Regions from separate parts of the Danio rerio genome. Here region 2 is linked to region 1. Evidence: chromatin contacts called from public Micro-C data. All regions are on one chromosome and are shown on one strand. Each heading gives the region's core, a stretch centred on a gene start, on an enhancer-like site or on the middle of the called end of the contact. The rest is flanking DNA. Distances are from core to core; before and after follow the strand shown.

What was found. A called contact is a pair of places that touch in the nucleus more often than the background predicts.
Region 2: a Micro-C map of caudal fin shows a contact between it and region 1, with 9 times the contacts expected there. The contact joins the promoter of dlx3b here to the promoter of abi3b in region 1. A contact is called at or near these places in 2 of 18 Hi-C or Micro-C datasets (caudal fin and an unstated tissue).

The regions. Positions count from the first base shown.
Region 1 is chr12:6,043,818-6,049,688 of GRCz12tu, reverse strand. It overlaps abi3b (ABI family, member 3b), which reads left to right and starts at 1,253. Exons shown (of 6, transcript XM_689325.8): 1 at 1,253-1,462; 2 at 4,844-5,011. The coding sequence starts at 1,331.
Region 2 is chr12:6,248,760-6,254,450 of GRCz12tu, reverse strand. It overlaps dlx3b (distal-less homeobox 3b), which reads right to left and starts at 2,362. Exons shown (of 3, transcript NM_131322.2): 1 at 1,904-2,362; 2 at 1,003-1,187. The coding sequence starts at 2,222.

The DNA.
Region 1 (5,871 bases), core at 4-2,503:
AAAGAGGATTTATGTTTTCATTTACTGAAGAAATGTTTTCCATATAATAAAAGCACAGAGACAGATGGATGAATGCAGAGACAGATGTACAGACAGATTGAAAGACAGACAGATTTACATATATAAAGATGAACAGATACACAGACAGATGGACAGACATTCAGATACACAGACAAAGAACAGACAGATGATCAGATTTACAGATAGATAGATAGATAGATAGATAGATAGATAGATAGATAGATAGATAGATAGATAGATAGATAGATAGATAGATAGATAGATAGATAGATGGATGGATGGATGGATGGATGGATGGATGGATGGATGGATGGATGGATGGATGGATGGAGGGATGCACAGATAGATAGATAGATAGATAGATAGATAGATAGATAGATAGATAGATAGATAGATAGATAGATAGATAGATAGATAGATAGATAGATAGATAGATAGATAGATAGATAGATGGATGGATGGATGGATGGATGGCTGGATGGATGGATGGATGGATGGATGGATGGATGGATGGATGGATGGATGGATGGATGGATGGACTGATGGATGGATGGATAGAGGATGGCTGATGGATGGATCGATGGAAGGAAAAGAAGGATAATAGATAGATAGATAGATAGATAGATAGATAGATAGATAGATAGATAGATAGATAGATAGATGGATGGATGGATGGATGGATGGATGGATGGATGGATGGATGGATGGATGGATGGATGGATGGATGGATGGATGGATGGATGGATGGATAGATGGATGGATGGATGCACAGATAGATAGATAGATAGATAGATAGATAGATAGATAGATAGATAGATAGATAGATAGATAGATAGATAGATAGATAGATAGATAGATAGATAGACGGACTGATAGATAGATAGATAGATAGATAGATAGATAGATAGATAGATAGATAGATAGATAGATAGATAGATAGATAGATAGATAGATAGATAGATAGATAGATAGATAGATAGATAGATAGATAGATAGATAGATGTTAGTTAGTTAGTTAGTTAGTTAGTTAGTTAGAAAATATTAACAGACATAAACAGAAAGATAGACCCAGATAGAAATAGATGGGCAGCAAGTTAGAAATTCAGATGAACATATGCATGGACAGACAGACAGATAAATAGATCTCAACTGAATAGTAGTGAGGTCTGAATGCACACATAGACACACCCACTCTCTCAGCATGTTAGAGCCTGTCATCACTTCATTCACTAGTTCACCTTTAATCTTACAGAGACGGTGGAGAGAAGTCATAACCAGCAGCACTAAACTTCCACTGCAGACCTGCACAATGAGAGACTACAACTGTAAAGAACACATAGACAAAATCCTCCAAGATGCTCCGACCGCAAGGAAAGCTCTTCTCGACAACCACAGCAATCTGCTCAAGGTGGCCGACTACTGTCAGAACAAATACCTCAATGTGAGCCAGCCGTTTCATTGTTTCTTTGAATATTGTTTACATTTTTATTTAAAGATTATATTTCCTAAAAGTCTTAAAGTGACTTTATGTTTACTCTGAAAAATGCTTCATCGGATTTACTCATTTATTTTAAGATAACTGGTTTCAAACTATTTATTTAGGTCAAATTTAAACCAATTAAATTTAGTAATGTTCGACTTCATTTGTTTGTTTAAATTCAGCCCATATCAATTGTTTGCAACCATTTAACTTAAAAATGTAGAAAATCTTATAAATCAGTGTACATAAGGCCAAAACATATAGTGCTGATGTTTATATAGTTTATATGTACTTATATAGCGTACATATATAAACATATATAGTGCTGAAGTAAATATTCATATTGTGCTATTAATGTTTTTTGTCACTATAAGTGTGGTTGAGTCTTCTTTTAAAGGTTTTGCCTGGATTTAATTATTCGTTCATTTGCAAAACTCATATACTACATCATGTATGATACTAAAAGCGACTGATTTAACTGATTTATTTCCAGTAATGATGAGTTATTCACAAGGGTTGCTGAAAACAGCTTTCTTCAGAGTGATCTGTTTTTCAGTCTCCATCTTTGTGCTGTTTTTACTGACGGCATACATGCCTAAACACGGCTGTGGTATGTGTTCCCAGTACTCCATGAAAACTGTTCTTAACATGTTTATCTAGGTCTCCATCTCTGAATCCTGTCTTGTGCTGAATTAGCAAAAGCTTTTATATTCATATACTGCAACATCACCTGTAGTTCTTTAATATTAATGATTATATTTAATATTAGGCTCAATGTTATATTCATGCAGTAACATAACAGCTTTTTTAAAGACAGATTAATATTTTATACAGCAATGATGGAATACATTTCTCTGAAGTAACAGAAAATGCATGATTATATACACTTGCAAAAGACTTTATGTAAAATAAATGTTCTGTTAATCAAAGAATTTTTTTTTTAAATAATGTAACATGTTTTATGCTAATATTATAAAATATATATTTCATTCATTCATTTTCCTTCAGCTTAGTTCTTTATTTATCAGGGGTCGCCACAGCGGAATGAATCGCCAGCTATTTCAGCAAATGTTTTACACATATTTGCACATGTTTTGCCCTTCTAGATGCAACCCAGACTGGGAAACACCCATACACTCTCAAACTTACACACACACTCAAACACTGCGGCTAGTGTAGTTTATTCAATTCACTTACAGCGCATGTTTTTGGGCTAATGGGAAAACCGGAGCTTAACCCACGCCAACACGGGGAGAACATGCAAACTCTATGCAGAAATGTCAACTGACATATTATATTTTATTATATTATGGGCTGCACGGTGGTGCAGTGGGTAGCCCAATTGCCTCACAGCAAGAAGGTCGCTGGTTCGAGCCCCTGCTAGGTTAGTTGGCATTTCTGTGTGGAGTTTGCATGTTCTCTCCGTGTTCGCGCCCGTGTTCATGTTCGAGCTAAATTGGCCGTAGTGTATGAGTGTGTATAAATGTAAAACATATGCTGGATAAGTTGGCGGTTAATTCTGCTGTGGCAACCCTGATGAATATAGGGACTAAGCCCAAAAAAATGAATATTATATTATATTATATTATATTATATTATATTATATTATATTATATTATATTATATTATATTATATAGTATTATTTTATATTATATAGTATTATTTAGTATTAAATTATATTATTTTATTTTATATTATATTAGTTTATCTTATTTTATAATATATTATTTATCAAAAATTGACAGTAGAGAGCAAATAGACAATAATGCAGTGTAAAAGTGGCATTAAAAATACATTTAGATGTATTTTTTTTATCAGAACGTAACACAATTATACTTTATGTAATAATATTATAAGTTATATTTTAAAGTTTGAAGTCAATTCTTTTTTATAGTAACTTATTGTTACTATTTCGATATTCTTTACTAAAGATGCAGTAAATTGTTCAAAAGTGACAATAAAAACATTTACAAAATTACAAAAGAATATATTTTAAATAAATGCTAAATTATTGAGTTATTTAAAGTGTTTTTTTGAACACAAAAACTGCATAATATAATGCTTTCACAGTGTATGTAATTATACTGAAAATTCCCATCTCATGAATAAGATGTATTTAAAACAAAAAGAAAACAGTTATTTTAATTAGTAATAATATTTTACATTTCCATTATATTAATGCAGCAATGATCCAATGTCTTTCAAAATATTTAAACAAGTCTTGCTAATGTTTATTATATTTACTGACATTTATTTATTTACTGTCTGAAAGTTGCCATTTAATATGATGCTTCAGATGTGATGGATCCACAGGCCATAATTGTGCCAACCCTGCGAAGACTTAAAGAGATGATGCCCATCCTCTGAGGACTTTGAGGACAAAACAAATATTTAATACACAAATACACTTCTTTGAACATGTATTATAAACATACACTCACCGGCCACATTATTAGGTACACCATACTAGTACTGGGTTGGACCCACTTTTGCCTTCAGAACTGCCTTAATCCTTCATGGCATAGATTCAACAGGCTACTGGAAATATTCCTGAGATTTTGCTGCATATTGACATGATTGCATCAAACAGTTGCTGCAGATTTGTCGGCTGCACATCTATGATGCGAATCTCTCGTTCCACCACATCCCAAAGGTGCTCTACTGAGTTTAGATCTAGTCCATTTAAGTACTGTGAACTCATTGTCATGTTCAAGAAACCTGTCTGAGCGGATTTGCGCTTTATGACATGGTGTGTTACTGTGCTGGAAGTAGCCATCAAAAGATGGGTACACTGTGGTCATAAAGGGATGGACATGGTCAGCAACAATATTCAGGTAGGCTGTGGCGTTGACATGATGCTCAATTGGTGTTATTGGGCTCAAGGTGTGCCAAGAAAATATCCCCCACACCATTACACCACTTAAGTCACTTAAATCACCTTTCTTCTCCTTTCTGATGCTCGGTTTTGATGCTCAGCAGATCGTCTTGACCATATACATGCCTAAATGCATTGAGTTGCTGCCATGTGATTGGCTGATCAGAAATTTGGACAGGCAGTTAAACAGGTGTACCTAATAATGTGGCCAGTGAGTGTATACATCACCATTTGGGAACACTCTATATTGTATAACTGTATGTTAACTATGTTTGTATACTGTCCAACCTGTACACGATTCCTTTACTTATCTCATTTTGACCATAATAGTGTGCACTTGTTTATAAAGCTGCTTTAGAATGATAATTATTGTGAAAAATGCTACACAAATAAACTTAAATTGAATTCTGGAGCTCTGAAGTTTTTACTTTGCTAAATCATTATCTTTTTTTTTTTACACCATTAGGTAGAGGACACCAAAAGTGTGATTGAGGAGTCCAAAGCCCTGACCACTCAGGCTCTGGCCAGTGTCACATATCAGATCAACAATCTGGCCACGAATCTGCTCAAGCTCTTGGACACTCAGACGGTTCAGCTCAAACAGATGGAGTCCTCCATCAACATGCTGACGCTGGTGAGCTGCGGTTAACACTTCACACAAACCACCACAGTCTCCGCAAAAACAATGCCAACTGTGGGCAAGTCAGGACTGTGTTAGAAATACAACACCGGTGCTCCTCATTATAGAAATATTTCCCATTAAGATGAAAATGTACTCATTCCCAGGCCATTTAAAGGGGACCTATTATGCCAAAAATACTTTTATAAGGGGTAAAAACACATAAACACACTTTTACATATACATTTTAAATACTTCAGCTGACCATCCCCCACCCCTTTCTAAAGTAATAATACTAGAAATAGTCTGTTAAAGAGCCATGAAACACCCTGTTTCAGCCGGCTGTTTTCACACCTCTAGTTTGGAAAAGTCAGGAAAGTGGGTGTGTCTAGCTCTGTTTGGGTGGGAGTGTCGGGGTAGTGGGAAAGGGGATGGATTTAAATAAAAAAGGGAGTTTCCATTTGGGGCACTTACTGATTTTCACAGAGGAAAAACAAAAGACAGTGACTGTGTTTAATGGTGGTGGAATGTTTGATACCGCATGTCGTATAAAAGAAAAAAAACTCTGCATTTCTTGGTAGCTCAGACAGTAACGCAGCGGTGGGGCCCCGCGTGATGGGGGGCCCCGCGTCGTCGCGATTTTCAATAATTGAAAATCCAGCAACCGCAATAATCAAACTCTTGGGAACCAATGTGGTCGGAACCAAAGTTCACAGATCTGTGTTTTCTGAACACCTCTCAAGCGGTGGACTACTTCATTCTGATTGCTTGCCGCCGAACCGCGTCATATCATAGCTCAGTTGACTTGATTTGATCTCTCCTTGACGCTCACACACCGGAGAAGACGCGCCGTGCTGTTTCTCGCCGCCGGTTCT
Region 2 (5,691 bases), core at 1,113-3,612, 200 kb before region 1:
GAAATCAAAGCACATATTTTCACCTGTCGGCCATTAGAATAGACCAGAGAAACAATGTCAAAGCAGTTAACTAAACAAAGCTGTTCACCTGCTTTCAATATTTCGGGCAATTTAGACCTATTGTGCATAAAGTACACATAGATTTCCAGATTGCTAATACATGACAAACATTTAAACACTAAATTGTTTTTTTTGTTTGTTTGTTTTTTTGTTTTTTTGCATTTAGATTAGCTACATTTATTTTATTTTGTAGACTTTTAAAATCCTTTATAAAGCCGACAATGCCTCACTAAAAAGCAGGATTTATTTGATTGACTATTTTTTAAGGTAAGCGATTGCAAACAATTTATATGGGCTGAATTTAAACAAACAGATTTAGTTGAACATTACTACCTTTAATTCGTTTCTTTAAATTCAGTCCATATAAATTGTTTGCAACCACTAACCCCCCAAAAAATAGTAAATCCAATTATTCATTTTTTCCAGTGTAATTATTACAACGGAATATTTAAAATTTGTTTTGTTTAATTTGCACTCTAACTAAAACTGTAGGCGAAATTTGCTAAATGCTATATAATTAAAATAAACATGTTATTCGAAAACAACGACTAAATAATTTCTGCAGTATAAATATTGCCCTTACAATTCCTTTATATAAGCTGTCAATTCGTGATGGCTTATTAAATCTTCAACTGCTATAATAACTTGTAGAAAATATTAAAGCGAAGAACAATTACTTTCTTTACAAAACACTGCAAATAAATAATGATTGTTATTTTAATTAATTTATTAATTACACAATTAATAAATTAATTAAAGAGGTGAGAATTGCGGGCAATGACATTTCAACACATGAGCAGTCTTTTTATGACCTGATAAGATTGCTGCTTATCCTTATCTCAGTGTGTTCAGTGTCAGCGATAGAAGTGCAAGGAATCGCTTTAAGCTGTTAACGCAATGCCAAGTGGCAGTGTTGTAAATGAATGTGATCTCCAGGTGTACCTGTGTCTGTGTGAGCCCCAGCTGTGCGGCGAGTTCAGCTCTCTCCGGCAGCGCCAGATACTGCGCTTTCTGGAAGCGGCGCTGGAGCGCGGCGAGCTGGTAACTCGAGTAAATGGTGCGCGGCTTGCGAATTTTCTTGGGTTTTCCGTTTACCATCCGCACTTCAGTCTCTGGTTCCTCTTTGACTGGAAATAATAAAATACAGAGCACGTTATATTTCAGTAACATTTTACAGACAAATAAATAAATAAAAATAGAAAATGGATGGCCTAGCCTCATTTTGGCATCGTATAACCTTTATTTATATAAATAATAATGTCTTAAAAAGCTAAATAATTCTGCTTCCTGAAAGCTAAATAATCAACATAGAGTAAAATGATATATCTAGTCTAGAAAGCATCAGGAAGTATGAATTAAAACCACAAACTTGACCAAAAGGTAAAGAACGGCTGTATCTTGTAGCAATTTTTTGTAGGCCTACCCTAAGAATGAAATACATCGTGACATCTAGCCTACACCGAGCATCGATTAATAATGATTAATCGCGTTACAGATGCAATAAAAATGTCATAATTGTTTTATAGCGACCGCAAGTCTGTTGTGATAGAGACAACTTTCTAACCTGCTGAAACAAATAAACTTTACTAGTCCTATAAATTGTAAGTTTATTTGGACAATATAGATTTAAATGTTACAAAATCAACCCAAGAAGTAGGTTAAATAAGTATGAATAATTTACAATATTTTTTCTCAAGACGAAAGCAAACTTTAGTTCCTAACTTGAGCCTGACACAAAGGCAATTGCAGTTTTTATTTAGAGGAAAAAGTAATGCTGAAATTGCGCAGAAAGATAAATGTATTAGTGCATATATATCCGAATGCAATTTTATAAGTATCTCACCTGCACTTTGTGGTGGCGTCTGCAGGTCTCTGTTGTAATGTCCGTATTGTCTATAAGTATTGTAAGGATACTCTGTCTTGGTGGGATACGCTCCGGGTGTTGCCCCCATCCCTGACAGATTAAACTGATGATATGAGTTCATCTGTTGAGGATATGGAGGGCTCTGGTAGTATTCGTGATGGCTGCTGTAATAACCCATGTCTGTAGCCGATGACTCTGGGAGAGTCGGAGAGTCCTTAGAAGTCGGATGGCAACTCATAGAGCCTGAAAGATCGGTCGAAATACCGGGTATCTTCCTGTCATATGTCGGTCCACTCATCCTTAATAAGGAAGGAAAAAACAACGATCGTCCACTTTATTTCCAAGGCAGACCGAAGCAAGTCATGCAGACGTTGGGTTTGGGACGATGCCTGTAACACAAAATCCTCGATGAACTGCTTTCTCACACTCCCTCTGTTGAAGCACTGAAGGTAATGGCAGAGATGTAGTATGAGAAACTCTGAATTATATGGCACATGGGCGGACACTCGGCTCCTATTGGCTCTTCGCGCTTGTGTTTTTCTCTCTCTCTCTCTCTCTCTCTCTCTCTCTCTCTCTCTCCAGCCCTCAAGGCGAAATGACCTCCGCCTAAACGTCTCCAAACTTCGGCTTTTGGGGATTTTATCTGTTATGGCGATAATGAAGAGGTGAAATGCTGGAGATATTTTTTTGTAGAACTGTTATACTAGTTAGTAAATGTTTCATGTTCTCGTTCCAGTTCACATGCGTTAAAAGAACGTCAAATAGATTTTAAATGGCCCACATCTTACTAATATGAGCTTTAATAAGTACATTATATTATTTAATGAATCAGCATTAGTTAGGAAGATATACACTGTGAAATGCGATCAGTTGCTTTGAGAGGTGAGTAAACCAGCTGCCTTAAAAGTGAGAAGCTGACTTTGCTTAAAGTAGCTAATATATGATATTATTGTACTATATCATACAATATAATAGTATTATTAGCTATTATATGATAGTTATTATGATAATCCATTGCTTAGATGTGATGAAGATTGTTATGTACAGCATTAAAAAAAGAAAAGTCGCTTGTTTTATCTTTAAACTGGAAAATAAAAACGTTCTTTAGATAACCAAACCATTTAAACATCTGCATTGGCATCAACTGTTCTATTGGGAAATGTTTTCAGTGCAATAAAAGGTTTAAATTAAATATCGTTGATTCGAGTTGTAATGGGGAACTGATCTCTGAACAGTTAAAAAATATCGTTTTCACTTGGCATCAATATGAAACCCTAATTTTGGAAATACACTGTTTATTTCGGATTATAAAGGACATTTCCCTGATCTACTCTTTTCACTCTAAAGACACTTTTGTGCGCTAAAAAGGTTCCAAAGGTTATTCACGCAATCATTTGATGCCAAGAGAACATTTATTTTAAGAGTGTAGTGCCGGGCACGAATGATTTAAGGACAGGCTACATTATTTTTAATTTGTAAATTTAGGGCATGCTTGGCTGTGGCTGACAATGGATGAACGGTTTTGATCTCATCAGTTCACTTCTTTTCTGATTCAGAGTGGCTGTGAAAGGAGTCTGGAGAAGTTTATCTGGGCCACTGATCACCCCTGCGGCACTTGCTTGTGTGCCTCTTTATTATGGCAAGGCGTGGTACCAGAAGTAGGTCTTAACCTCTAGTACCCAAAATAACCTTTATCAATACTGAACTATAAATGAAGGCCTAAATCAGGAATCGAGGAATAGACTGTTCGTTATTTATTGTCGGTGTATGCAAATGTCGTGCACATGAATGCGCTGTTTTTATGTTTGACGGTAAACGTGTGTGAACTGTGAACTTCAGCCGCAAGACATCGGTTTGTCACATACCTGATGTGCACAGTCGTGGCATGTAGTCAAATTCCATAGAGTCTTTCGAAAGACATGCAAACCTGTCTTGAGATCTGAGAAAATTCTGCCTGATGGCAGTGTCCGGTCTTAAGTGTTTTTGTGTTGTTGTTGTAGTTGCTTTGTTTTTTTATAGATTAAATGTATATTATAGGTACATAGGTTTATTATATTTTCATTATGCATTATCGTCCATGCGCAGTTAAAGCATAAAAATATATTTATGATCAAAATTATTTGAATAAAATATTGAATATACATGCTTTCTTATTTTAAGTATAAGAGTTTGATTTATAGAATGTGGCATTCATGTTTTCTTGTTTTATCTGAGTTTGGCTCTGGTTTGCCACAGCGGTGAGATGGGTTTATTGGTGTCATACTGCCCCCTTGTGGTTATAGTGCTATATCTCGTGCTGCTTTATTAGGGGTAGGAATATGGCTCTAACCAAAAATAAAATAAACTGTCACTAAATATCAGTTTCCTATTGAAAATATCATCAAATAACCTTTTTATTGTATATCTTTACAGCTAAATGAATAATAATAAAAGGATGTTTCAAGCAATGCAGGTGTGCGGTGCTGTGAATTAACCTTGAAACGCGACAACAATAAACGATACAACATACAACTTACATTTCTATGGTAACCTCAGTGACGTAAATTTAAACAACATTTATGATTGGTGACGATGAAAAGAAATAAAATCTATAAATTATCCTTTCTTGGACTTGCTCAACATGTGATGCTTCATATATCCCCAATGGCTCTTTAAAAAATTGATTTGCCAAAAAAAAAAAAATAAAATAAAATCTTAAATGGCTCTTTGCTGAAAAAAGGTTTCCGACCCCTGCTTTTATATTGTTAGAAATATATTTTCCCGGGAGAGGGATATATTCAGGCCCGTAGTTATAACCTGTTAAAAGGGGTTAAACTTTTTTGCAGTTATTCGCCTTATTTTTCTATTCAATTCTGCATTTTAGTGACATTTTAAGAAGTAATGTTTGCTGGATCCGCTTGTCGGATGGGGATCATAACCACACTTTTTTGATGCACAAAAAATATTTCCTACAATTTTGTCAAAGGGCTCACCATACTATTTTACTGCGAAATTAGAATTTAAACTATAAATTAATCCAATTTTATAAATATTGTTATTAAATTAGAATTACAAAATAAATAAATAAATATAAAAAAATTAAATACAAATATATTATCATTTATCATAAAAAATAGGAATCTGGTTAACTTGATTTCAAATAAAAACTGCTAAAAAATAAATTCGTTTTAAAACTTTCTTCTCTCTATAATTTTCACAATTGATGATGGCATGACAGTCAAAAATGGGATAAATTAGCTCATATATGGGTGAAATTCTGGACTTGTGTCATGGAGTGGTTTGATCTTTCCAACCACCCGACCACCCCCTAACTATGGACCTGATTTTAGTGTAAAATATATGATTTTGGTATATAACAATGTTTGTCGTTTTGATTTGACCCAAGAAAAGTTGCAGAAATAAGCTTATTTCCACTAAAATAATGCTTAAATCTTTTTTTTTTTTTTAAAGAGGCCGAAAACCTGTAGGCTATCGACTGATACACAAAAAATACCATGGAAGTCAATGGTTATAGGTTTTCAGCTTTCTTCTAAAAGAAGATTTCCTGAAGGGTTTTGAACAACTAGAAAAATATAAAATTTTCATTTCTGTGGGAGCTATCCATTTAAACACTTAACTAACCCACTTTTCTTCTGCTTTGTCAAGTCCCTGCTTTATCAGGGGGCACCACACCATAATGAACCACCAATTACTCTGACATCTATTTTACTGCAGATGCCATTCCTGCCATTCATTATTTTTTATTATTATTTACTATTATTATGTTA